Linked DNA regions of Anas platyrhynchos: region 1 is linked to region 2. The links are chromatin contacts, called in public Hi-C maps. All regions are on one chromosome and are shown on one strand. Each heading gives the region's core, a stretch centred on a gene start, on an enhancer-like site or on the middle of the called end of the contact. The rest is flanking DNA. Distances are from core to core; before and after follow the strand shown.

Region 1 (6,387 bases), core at 1,284-3,783, 320 kb after region 2:
AAGGCATTTAAAAGATGCACCATGCAGAAGACTCTCAACAAGCAAAGCTTTTTATGTAGCTATCAGCAGGTTCCTTAATGGTTTTATAACTGTAAATGCTGTCTATGCATTACTTCGTGTGGGAGTAATGAGCATTAGTTAGAAGAGGAAAATAATAATAATAATAAAAAAAAAAAGTAAACCAAGACATTAAGTACTTTTTTTTTTTCTTTTGTCTCCTGACTTTTAAACAAACCAGTCTGCTGCAAACCAATGATTCTGCCATTTCTTGTGCTAGGTTAATAAAAACAAGAAGTGGCGTGAGCTGGCAACAACATTGAACGTTGGCACTTCGAGCAGTGCAGCCAGCTCCCTGAAAAAACAATACATTCAGTACCTGTTTGCCTTCGAGTGCAAGATCGAGCGAGGGGAGGAGCCCCCTCCAGAAGTCTTCAGCACCGGAGATACCAAGAAACAACCTAAGATTCAGCCGCCATCTCCTGGTAAGTAGGAAAAACTGCAGCCTCTTACACAACCATTTTTAAATGCGCAAGATATTCACTAGGTTGCAGTTTTTATATTTAGAAGCATGTCTTGCTAATATTAGACAAACTGCGAGGATAAATATGTTGTTGGCATCTTGTTTTCCAACTTGAACCGGCTCCTGAGTTGAGTCAGATTTAACTCTGAGGAGCCATCCACGGTTATGTATCTAGTCTTTGCTCAAGGTGCATGTACCATCATATCTCTAAGATTCAAAGAGTTAAGCTGTTGTAGTAAAAATGATAGCATTCTGCGAGGACGTGCTCGTGCTGTAAGACACGAGGCAGCCAGCACCAGGAGGAGTTTCCATTTATCTAAAGATGAGGTCCTTCTGCCTGCACCTTCATTGCTGTGGCTCTGAAGCTGCATTTTCAGCGTGGCTGTTGCTTGGTAAAACTTCAGTTGGAGGCAGGATGGCAGATGCTGGGCTAATGAGTGGATCTCAGATGTTTGCTCTGATGTGGCTCGCCTTGAATGTGTGGCAGATGGAAGGAGCTGAGAGTATGGTGTATCCCCACGGCCAGACATTGTAGTCTGGAGGCACGCTCTCTATTCTGTTGTTGTTAATCCTGCATGTCAGATAAGTTGTTAGCATCACCATTTTTATCTTCTCTGAAAAATCAGAACATGAATTGATTGATTTGGGCCATTCTTTTTGTGTGTACAGTGTGGTTTCTTTCTAAATTAATTTAACTTGAGACTTGCAAGATTTGATAGTCATGATTGATACTCAACACAGGAAAATTCTTTAGCAGTGACATTTTAAGTATATAGGAAAAGGTGTTGTAAGTATTAGTCTATTAAGTTGACTTCTGAAAAATTTTCCTTTCATTTGCTGGTTATTAGACTTTTCTGAGCAACAAAATAATTTTGCTAATACCAGCTTTCACATTTACTGCTAGGTAGACCGCCTTCTGTTATTGCCAAGAGAGCATAATTCTGGAATGTTGATAGCAGTTCCGTATGTTAGAAGGCAATATTGGAAAAGTATTTAATGACTTAATTTGTGTTATTTCGGTTCACTGGCTGAAAATGGGAGGTGGAGAGTGGGGGACCCAGCAAGCTCTTGAGGTATTTTGCTGGCTGTATCGCCCCAGTTGGAAAACTCCTATCGTGGATACCACAAAATTTGCAAAAACCTTTATCATCATATAACACAGTTCTGGCCTTTACAAGATCATTTCATATGATAGTGCTTTGTCACTACAGAAGAAGGTAAGGCAATAAAGCTTAAATCTTTTTCAGCATGAGGTATTTGGTTTAAGGATTTGGGGCAGTGTTTAGTGTTAAACACTCCTAGATACATCTCCTTGTGTAATACTTTAAATAGTCCCACTTCCTCTTTAATACCTACAGTTATCAGGTACCTCAGTGTTGATAATTTAATATAGAAGATGACTTTGCAAGGTAATTTCAGAATGTGAAGAAAAATACGTAGTACAAGAGGTGAAGCCTATAGTCCAAATGTTTATCAGTCTGAAATGAGCATAGCAAGTCCAGAGTGTGCCCCACTGCAAAAATTATAAGTGTTGCATTTGCCTCTCATTCCCAAGAAGGCTGGTAAGGGGAGTGAAATTGTTTAGACTTGCTAAGGAGTGTCAGGAGGAAATTAATTTCTTTCTAAAACTAAGAAGCAGTACTAAAAATGAAAGGGTATTGTGCTTTGCTGTCTCCTCCCTTGCCCGTCCCCCTCCAACACTGCGCTCAGCAGTTTGTTCGGGGACAATTCCTGTGAATCTGTTGAACTTTGAGATGAAGAATCCTTATTTAAATACGTAGACTGGAAACAAAGGAATAGAAACACCAGACGTACCATTTTTACAGCGTCCTTTTGTATCACGATGCCACAGATTAAAATGATAAAGTCCGAGTTTAAATTTATCATAACATTCAAGGAAGCTGCCCATGAGGAGAACTGAAACTATTTTTCTAAGATAAAAACACAGCAGGACATAGAGACTGGAAGAGGGGGAAGCAAGCAAAGATCTCAAGGTTTGTTTTGTTGGCTAGAAAAGAACTCGTGTCACTGAATGGACTGCACTTCTGTACGCAGAAAGGCTTTCCCAGTGTGTATCAGCTTTAGTACATGAAATCCCGCTGAGGTATAGATGCTGCAGAGTACAAGCCTGTTCTTTTTAATAGTCAGCTTTTTTTTTCTCGCTCCTTTTTCTTTGGTTTATACCAACATTAACATTTTAACTGCACAAAAGAAGTAGAGTTGTGGATGTACTTTAGATAATCTGTTACTCTTTGGCATTCAGAGGGAGCAGGAGCCCGGTACAACACGGAACAGCAGCCTCGTAAGGTCCTCCTTTTAACCATTAGCCTCTGTTGTGCAGTTAGCTCAGTGCAGGCAGAACCGCTTTGAAGCAGACACCATTTGCAAAGAAGCAGTTGGCAGCATTAGTGCTTGGGTAATTTGATAAAAAAGCAGGGGGATTTGTCTCAGAGGGGGCGTGTTGTACTTTGTCCATGAGAAACAGTGCAAAAACCATAGGAAGCAGAGCCCAGCAGAAGAACCTGGTTGGGAAAAGGTTGTGGTGTGCAAGGCAAATCTGGGGGACTGCGATGCAGCACTGTGGGTTCGTGTGTTAGTCCATTTGCTTGTATTTGGGATTTCCCATCACTTTTGGTTTTTGCATCATTAACTCTAATAAGGTAAATGATATGTAAAGGAGAGAATAGTTTAGTGCTGTGTACAGTGCAATTCAGGGTAGTGTCAGCAATTATATGAAGTTGAAGAAGGGAGTCGGAGTAGCCAGCGTTGGCACTGTAGCCAAGGCATTAGTGATAGGATTAGCTGCCTATTGTAATAAACGTCCTGGCTCCATAGTACTGTTGGAGCCTCTTCTGTCCTTTCAGAAAACTGCCAGGCAGAGGTGGGGGCCTGAAGGTGTTGCAGTGTGTCTTGCACTGCTCTGAGGCTGTGCAGGCTGGAGACGTGCTTGTGGTAGGCTGAGACCTTGATATCACGCCTTGGGTCTGCCTGGGTCAGGTAGTACCACCGTGGTGGACACCACCAGCAGATGCCTAATGCCAGGCTAGCTATTAGAGGACCCCTGCTGGCCCTGTGTCCTGGTTGTTGTGTCTGTGCCAAGGTCCGTGCCAACTATTGGGTGTTATTTTGCTGTGCAGGCACTCCTTTATGGAGAGAAAGGCACCGTGGGCCTTCGTAAGCATCCTTCTGGGGCTCCAGTACTTTCCAGAAGTGGGTACAAAGACAAAATGCGCTTCCCATCATGTGCATTCGATAGTTTTGACCCAAATGCACAAATCCAGTGGCAAGTCCTGAACTGAAAGTTTCCCTGGCAGTGGAGAAGCAGGCCCTGGGGAGAGGGACAGCGGGGGGGACGCAGCACAACGCAGCCCTTCAGTGAGTGCCCCTGGAACCAAACCCATCCCTCTTCAGCAGCGGGTGGCCGACCGACCTGCTGTTATTAGCGGGCAGGTGATGCCACGCAGCGTGCCACCAGGCCAGCCGAGGAATCCCCACAGAAGACGGATGGGCGAGGGGTCGGAGGACGTGGGGGCAGGCCGAGGTGCCCCCACGCCCCGCCGGGGGGGCCCAGCCGCAGCCAGCGGCCCCCAGCCCGGCCAAACTGGGGCACGGGGCTCGTGCTGTGTGAATTATCTTCCCAGCGTGGCGGCTGGCTGCTCGCTCTGAAGTATGCGAATGTGCTTAACCTTCAGTAACCTTCCCATTGTTTACTTTAGAGTATACATTTGTAGCTTCTGGCAAAAGGTAGGGATATCCTAGAGAGCGCGTCAGGCCTCCTATTAATGGCGTTTCAAGAGGTTGAATTCTTTTTTTTTTTTTTTTCCTGGAGGGAAAAAATTGCTGGCAAGAGAAATCTGTTTTATATATTTATTTTTTTAACTGCGTCTTTCTGGTAAATCAAGGGTCTTTCCTGAAAGCAGCCCGTGCTGCCATTCAGGCTTTGCAAGGAAAAAGCTGTGGCAGTCCTGCAATTCCGTGCTGCCGTTGAGTGAACTGCGGGAAGAGTTTGTAGGATTTCACTTCTCACTAACAGAAATGCTCCTTTTATTTCCTTTTGAATGGATTTTAAATTCCTAAAAGCATACTCTTACAGATCTGCTATGACACTTGAGAGAGAAGCATTACTGAGACATGGACGTGAGATGAAGAATTCATTAGCTATGTATACATAGGTTTTTTTCCTGGACGTCCACAAGTCAGCTCCAGTCATGTACACAGAGATTACCTATTCTAAAAGAACATTAGTGTTTGTCTTTCTTATTCATTCTTTGTTTAGTACCGAAGCTTAGAAAGCACTTTAAAAGATAGGGCTTCTGTTTCAGGATGTCCACGATCAAAACGAAACGGCTAGAGTAATAAAATACCTGCAAGAATAGATATAAGGAATTCAGAGAATAGATTAACAAATGTAAAATCTAAGGTGAAACATGAAGAGAGGAATATGTCACTTTCTTCCAAAGTAGAGGGTTGTTTCCATATCCTTGAAAACTAGAAAACATTGCTAATAGCAATGTGTGTGAAATGTATTAGTATGTGTGAGGGAACATAAGTAATCTGCATTTAGTGTGTGCACATACTATATCCAAAAACTGGTCAAAGCATATCTTTTTGTTGCAAAGCCTAGTGCTCAAATGTTAAGAAATGCCAAAAGTGAGATATAGTCTTTGTAACCTTAATTATGTTTCCTTGTGCATCTACAGTTCAATACACTCTTAATCATGCGGTCACATTGATATTTTTTCTGTGAAATGTCTGTGTCATTCAGTGCACAAAATAAACAAATGTTCAACAAATGAGAAGCTATTCAGTATTTTGTGTTACCCTCACCTTTCAATAACTGTACCACAGTTTTCAGACAGCCTCAAACAGAGAATTATAATTTTACTCCTTGTTTGTTTGTTTGTTTTCTTTTGGTCCTCATTTTAATTGTATTTGAGGGCTTTAAAAGCATCGATCAACCTTTGCAATATACGTCTGAGAGGAAAAGGAATATGATTCCTGTTCTACAGATGAAGAGCTGGGCCACCAAAAAAATTTACATCATGAATATCAGCTCATTCTGGGTGCCAGTTTTCTAAGTTTTGCCATGTATCACCCTTTACATGATCTCACCTGTTGCCTTATTGTGTTCTGGATAGCCACAAATCAACATCTCTAAAGAGACTCTCTGAGGAAAGGACTACACATCTAAGAACCTCTTGTGAAAAAAAATAATTTCACTCATATGCCCAGTATTGCACATGAATTTTCTACAGGAGAAAGCAAAAAAAAATAGCTTGAGGTGAAGATCCATCTGGATAACTTCCTTGTGATTGTCTGAAGCATGGTAAATGTTTAAGAAACTGAAAATCACATCCTACAAGAAAGAGTTACATTACTTAAAGAATGTAGGTTATACCCAGTCTTGGGCTCTTCTTGTTAGCTGATGACCTGATCCAGAGGTTGAAACCGTTGCAGGCCCTAGCCTGTAGAAGTGTGCCAGCAGGGACCTAGGGCAAAGCACATTCACAAAGCAATACCAGAAACTTGGCACTTCTCGTAATAGTATTTACCTTCCATTTTTCAGATATTTATAAACAGTTGTTTAACAGAGGGTCAGGGTCAAGGCAAATAACTATAACTACCACCCAGCAGACAGAAATTTAACTTGCAGGTTCTCTGTTGGACATCATCATTCTGTTTTTAAATCTTTCCTTGTTGAAGCGGTTTCTAAAAAACACATTATTTCTAATAAAGATACGATGTATTCTAGCAGCCCATAAATAATGAAAGAATATTTTGCTTGTTTTATTTGGGTTTACTTTAGGTATGAATTCGGTTTTTGCTCAGGTAGAATAAGGAAGAACTTAATTGCTGCATAAGAGCCA
Region 2 (6,718 bases), core at 2,528-5,027:
CACATCTGGAAGAGCGCTTTAATGGTACTGCTTCCAGGATCTATCGGCCCACAGGCCACAACCTGTTACTCAGAGGCCTCATGTTTCTGTGCTGGTTCCCCTCCCCTCTCCCTGTTCCCTGAAAGCTGGAGTGTCTTCCCCAGCACTTTCCTCAAAGGGGTATTGCCCAGTTGAGAAGAGTCCAAGAAACATAACATAGCCAGAGCTATATTATCTCCATGGAGCTCAAACGCAGAGGAGAAGAGGGGAATCCAGTTCTGAGAAGTGTGGAATCTGAACAAGTGCCCCAAAATGGAAAAGGAAGTATTAAGGTGAGTTGCAGAGATGGGCTCTGCTGAAACAGTGCGTACAGCCTGCTATCCAACCCAGAACATTTCATTTAGCCACAAGTGCTGTGGCGTTCAAGCACAATGTGATACAAACAAGTGACTAGCCTTTGTCCAGTGATGACTAAATATTATAATTAGTTTAGGAGCAGATGTGCCTCATGACACATAAAACACATTCACGAACACAGTCCCACATTTAGAGACAGAAGTCTAATAAAGTTTCAGACGTTTGGTTCAGATGTTTATGTGAATTACTTTGATTTATAAATCCTTGGGTTTTATTTTTTGCTTTGTTTTGGTTTTGTTTTTGTTTTGCTGGAGGGATGGGGAATATCTTAAAATTTGCTATTCTTAGCATGCTTTAATAGTTGAGATTTCATTATTAGGTAAAACTGGAGAGTGACTGAAGTGATAGTAAAAAGTCTGGATTAAAAAAAATATACATACATCTCTGAGGACAGTGGGCAGGTCTAACAAATACTGACTGTCAGAAGTCAGTGTGCTGCCTCTTCTACAATCCACATTCATCACTCTCCCAGAATTAGTCTAGCTAGCTATAACGATAGCTGGGCAGTGCATCCCACAACTGTAGAAGTCACAGCTATTTAATGTGCATTTTCCAAGAGTCAGCACAGGACTTGCATGGGTAAAGTGCAATCTGTGTCACACATTCCTGCTAATGACCTAAAGGACTATGCTCTCACAGCAGAAGAAGGGAAAATTAATCTTCAGCACAATTGTTCCATTTCTCAAACTTCTTTTCAGCAAAGATATAAATTGTGCCAAATATCTATCAGTTTTATGATGACAAGACCATCAAACTTGTTTCATTAAACACCCTCCCCCCTCTTACAACTGTCTAAACAAGATTTTTCCATTTAGTACCCTATCAATCCAGAGTTATGATTATTCAGTAACTGAGGGGATCTCTTGTATTTAAATATTAATGTTTGTGTAGTTATTAAAGTATTTGATGATTTGTCCAGGGGCACTGTAAAATTAAATATAGCATGTCATTTATGGTAATACAGAGGAGAATAATAAAAAATCTTTTTCATTCTGGTTTTGCGTCTGGCTCTGCATGTTACTTTCACTGCTTATTTGATGTCTTAGGGTATTGTGTGTTTTTAAATCCCTTTAAATGTAGGATTTCAGAGCATATTGTTAGGAGCATATAAAAGATTATCTCCCAAGTTATGACTTTGTGTTGCTGTGTATGAACTGTTGTCTGACAGTTATACTGCTAAAGGGGAAGGCAGTTTTCCAAAAAATATGTATCATGTCCTGGGTGTAGCAGCACAGTAAGCCCAGAAATATTTTGGGAAGCTCGCTTTGGTCCATGTTGTATTTGCTTTCAGAAATCACCTCAGCCTACCAGAGCACAAATATGTGTACGTAATTAGGATTTTCAAGTTACACATATTTTAAGAACAAGATTTAGGCACTCTGCTGTGACTAGCTCGTGCTATAAAGAACAAAAAAGAGAGAGAGCAGGTGGGAGAGAGAGCAAGCAGCTTACCTGAGGCAAGCACTAGACTGGCAGATGTAGAGGTGTGTAGCTTCTTCAGGAGCATGTTTTTGCGGTGGGATAATGGAAAAAAAATAGTGCTTATGTTTGGCCCATTCTGCTGGGAAACATCTTTCAGCCCATTTAAAAACAATAGTAGATAAAAATGACTTTCATAAGGTCACCCAGAGACAGAGCCAGGAATAGAAAGCAGGTCATATAAATCCAAGTCAAAGCACTTTCTATGAGACCAGAGTGGTATTTCCTGCTGAAAAAATAAAATGAGTTAAAATTGTGAATGACTGCTTTTCCTGCATAACAGAGGGGGGTTGATTGAGGTCTCCTTCAGCTTTTTCGTATAGGTCAGTGCAAAAAGATTCTGGGGCTAATGATGGACAGCTGTCACAGGATGCACCTCTCCTTGGTAAAAAGGTGTAGCAAACTGTAATAAATTTGTTAAAATATGCCTGTCAAAATGAATTAATATAATTACAGCAGAAGCACTTGCTATATATAAGGCTGATGCATTATTTTCATTCCCAGCCTATTTTTAAAGCTGATCATAACTTTCAGAGTGTATATATATATATGAATGTGTGTAAGGTAGCAAAATTACAGTAAAGCAGCTTTGTTTATAAATTGCAACCATGCAGAAGTCAGGACATTCACTTAGTGTTCTTGATGTACCAATAATTCACCCATCTTGTTAATACAGAGTTTAGAAAATTGCTGTAGTTGATGTTAACTGTGATGGTAAGATACTGAGTGCATTTTTTTTTAAAGGCTTAACTGGAAACACTTCACAGGAGGTTTGGGATCCTCATTATGTAACAGCAATTTAGAAAATTTTAATTAAGGATGTATATGCATGTGAGACATCCGGATTATGGTTCCAATCCAAAGCCCACTGCAGGCAATGGAAAGACTCCCATCAAGCACATGAATCACTTGATCAAAGCCCAAATGCTTACAGTGGAAATAACACAGGAATTAGGGTTACTGCCTTTTTCAAAGGACAGATTAATCTACACAGACCTCTGTGCTACCACAGCGAGGCTGCTTCCCATTTAAAACGGGCTCATGGATGTTTACATTACACCTTGGTATGCAGTGTGGCTATGCACAACTACCATGTCTGAAAGGACGAGAATGGCATCATGGCAAAGCATCCATAGCCTCGGGCTGGAGAGGGCTGTACCGTGAGCAGTGAAGAATGGAGACCACATTGATCAGAGATGAATGTGGTATGTAAATCTTCACTCTGTGTTGCAACTGGGTCTTAAGGCACATATGCGAACAGGGTGAAGGTTTTAGCTCAGTACCAGGCAAGAGCGCAAGCTGCTCTCTTGCTAAAACAAAGCACAGAACTGGGGGTCATGCCATGGAGGCCACAGAAAGTAGAGGTTAGAGTCCACATCCTCAAAACATCCTGCAGGATAACTAAGAAACATGGGATTTTTGTCAAAAAAAAAAAAAAAAAAAAGAAAGAAAGAAAGAAAGAAAGAAAGAAAAACAGATGCTCCTACAGCTTAAGAACTGCAATAGCCTGAACCAAATAGCTTTATCAAAACACACCTGTTGTCTTCTGTCTTGACATTTCAGTCCTGGCACCTCACGTCAGTGTCAGTGCATGTCTATGGTTTACACTTCAAACCCAAATTCACTTCAGTTTTTCTCTTCAGGGTTTATCCCTGTCTCATCCACCATGATTTCATACCATAAATTAGAAGCCTTAGCTCTCACCTCATTTTTAACAAAGGTGAAATGCTTTTCATCCCATTTTGTTATGAAGGTATTTTCCCACTTCCCACCCACATGTGAAGAAGACCTTACGAAATGTCTGCCTGTTCACCTCATTGGCATCCTTCAAATCATTCTCTTGCTCTCACTACTGTGATGACTAAAAAATTATACGAGAATGACTAAACAGCTGGTGCGCTATGACCACCACTTCTTATCGTAATTGTAATCCTCTCACTGTAACCTCGTGATGTCCCTGTCTCAGTGTAGTATCCATCTGTTGTCTCTTATCATACACTTGTACTGCAAAGTATCTGGGATAGGAACCAGCTTTTTTAACTTGTACAAAATCATGCACAAACCCACACGAACAGGCACGTACGAATATGATTAGGGCTTTACACTCTAATATCCCCACCACCATCACTACTGGGTTCCCTGACTGTTTAAGAAAATAGATTTTAAGAGAATTATATACATGTAAATGATATATTTATTCTGGTTCTATATAAGAAATTACTGACTTTATGCTCATTTATCAATGTATGATACTCCAGATAGGTCTGCAAGGATATGGATATATATAACACATAGGTCATGTATCAGACCTTAAGGCATCATTAAAAAGTTAGTGGAAATGATTGCATTGTGCATAGCTACATACCTCTAACATTTGGATAATAATTGTCCACCTCTTAAGGGTGTTGCAAGGATTAGTCAACAAACTAGTACTTATAAAGCACTTTGAATATGAGAAGAGCTATATAAATGAGCTTTCTTATTGTTTATTATTATTTCATATTTATTCTGATTTGTCAACATCATTAAATATGCAAAATCTATGTAGTGGTGTTTTTTGGTTTTTTTTTTTTTTTATGTAACAATGGAGTTCTCTGCATGCTATGAAGGACTGTGTGATGTTTTATCTGGCAAAACGATTTCCCTAGTAATATGTGACCCTCTTCCTGCTAGTTACATATATAAAAAGTGATTGGTAGGTGTTACTGAAACTTTACATCCTTGTCGTTGTAGCCTCTAGAAATGTCACCACAAGAAATTCCGGGGCAAAGGAGAACGATTATTGCCTGGACCAAAGGTTACCAAAGAAGTACTATCTTCTTTGTTGTAATTAGAGATGTGCTAATCCCAAATTGTGATTAAACAGGTCCTCTACTGAGTAGAGATTTGTTGTTTGGAGAACTCCTAGGAAAGGGCAGGGAAAGAGTCATCATTTCATTCCAAGTCCCATGCCAAATGGCTGCATTACAACTTGCATTATTCTCAGTGGAGGGTAGGTGACACAAAATTAAATGGCACATAAAACCAAAGCAAAACAATGTATATCCCCAGCCCCAGAAGGAACTGGCCTCTTCTGAGCCCTTCCCAGCTTCTGCCTCCTGCACCCTCTGCTGCTGAGGCCCAGCGGCTCAACACCCGTGGTGGTAATAGTAGGGCTCGGACAGCCCTGTCCCCAAAGGGACAGGCTGGCTCCTCCATTCTGGGAAGCTTTCTGTGGAGCACATAAATTTTCCTCGCCAGCTGCATTAAACCTCTAAACTTGGTGACCTGGTCAGTACCCCTGGCACTTCTGGAAAAGAGCATTTGATGGTGGTATGTTGCTGTGTAGCTGGGTAGCAGTTGGCATTATCAGATCCAAGTTGCCTAGACTAAAGCTCAGTGCTGAAAGAAGCTAATGGGAATAAAATATATTGATTAAAATGACAAGCTTTGCCCTACCACCGTATTATTATGACAGGAGGACTGCAGTAATTTCCATTCACAGACAGGACATGCACACATACAGAGCCATGGAGGAAGTTACAACACACACATTGGGTAGGAAGAAATGACTTGATCAAACCAAATGTTGGAGTGAGGACAGATCAAATAATGCCACATGGAAAATTATGGTTTGGAATGAAAAAGTGGTCCATTTAACAGTACATAAAGTCTCTGTAATATGCATAAAATCAGCAGCTAGCAGATGTTTTCTGACACAGTGCATCTGCATGAGGCTGAAGCGTATTCAATTCCACTGTAGCAATACGCAGAGCAGATATAATGGCAGACCCTCCAGACAGATGAAGGCAGCCCTGCCCTCCTCTAATAATAACAATAAATAATAACTTGTATTAATTTGCAATCAGGATTTTAATGATGGACTCAGAGGCAATTATGGGAGGTATCATACAAAGGATGAAAGGAAAGCCTAGTATCCATTGGTAACAGACAGGACGAGAAAAAAAAATTTGGTGACAGCTCTCTATTTAATAAGATCTTGCTGAAAATATCACCTTGGGGTTAAAGTTCTCCATTCACACCTTCCGGCCAAAGGTAACTTCTTTTAAATCTCAGGAACATTTCTTCAGCCATTTTAACTCTGCAGAAATGCAAAGGAAAATATTTTTCCTTCATTTTAGAATAATATCGCACATTCCATTTCGTAGAGGTGGCTGGGGTTTGAGAAGGCACTTGTCCTGAGTGTGACGGTTGATTTAAAGAACTGATACATTAAGGGCATTTTTCTTTCCTGTCAGATGGGAGCAAGCGGAGGAAAATACAGTACAGTCCTGCCTCTCCAGTATCCTAAATAGCCATTCATGCCTACCCATGACACAATCTAGGCCACACACAGTAGGCAGAGCAGGCCTTCATAATTTGATCTCGGTTCTTCGGTGGAGTTACCACAAGAAGTAATACTTAACAACTGAGAGACTTAATGTCTCAGAAATAATGCTTAAATGGCCGTGATTACCATAACCAATATAAATATGGAAGTTCTCAATACTTTGAATCATCTTTTCAGTCCATCTGCACACTCAGGCGGAGGCCAATGTACCAGGAGGATAGCAATCACCATGGAGTCCACCAGCACTTGTGACAAACTAATTTATTCCAAATCAACATGCGAAGGCTGAAGCCAATTGGACAAAGAACTGCATTAACAGCCTGACTTGATCAAACCCAGTTAAGAAGCATTGAGTATTGGTCATAACGACATCGTGTCTTGGATACAGTACAGCCATGCGTTTGTGGCTTCCAAGAATTGTATGCATCAGGGATGGAGACATTAAAAGCTTCGGTCATGCAAAATTCAGGACTTCTTATACCACGGTCTGCAGATCGTGCATCCTCTTTAGCC

Evidence for each region. Hi-C and Micro-C count contacts between places; a contact is called where the count stands out from the background.
Region 1: a contact with region 2 is called in a Hi-C map of subcutaneous adipose tissue, with 2.1 times the contacts expected there. The contact joins two enhancer-like sites. A contact is called at or near these places in 2 of 8 Hi-C or Micro-C datasets (liver and subcutaneous adipose tissue).

The regions. Positions count from the first base shown.
Region 1 is chr3:56,780,943-56,787,329 of IASCAAS_PekinDuck_T2T, forward strand. It overlaps ARID1B (AT-rich interaction domain 1B), which reads left to right. Exons shown (of 19, transcript XM_072035945.1): 12 at 278-482. Among named protein-coding and RNA genes, the nearest start is that of TMEM242, 99 kb to the right of the region's middle. Within about 2 kb of position 2,534, at least 2 of the 8 cell types and tissues checked have an H3K27ac peak or open chromatin away from gene starts, as enhancers often do.
Region 2 is chr3:56,457,199-56,463,916 of IASCAAS_PekinDuck_T2T, forward strand. No RefSeq gene overlaps it. Among named protein-coding and RNA genes, the nearest start is that of ARID1B, 24 kb to the right of the region's middle. Within about 2 kb of position 3,778, at least 2 of the 8 cell types and tissues checked have an H3K27ac peak or open chromatin away from gene starts, as enhancers often do.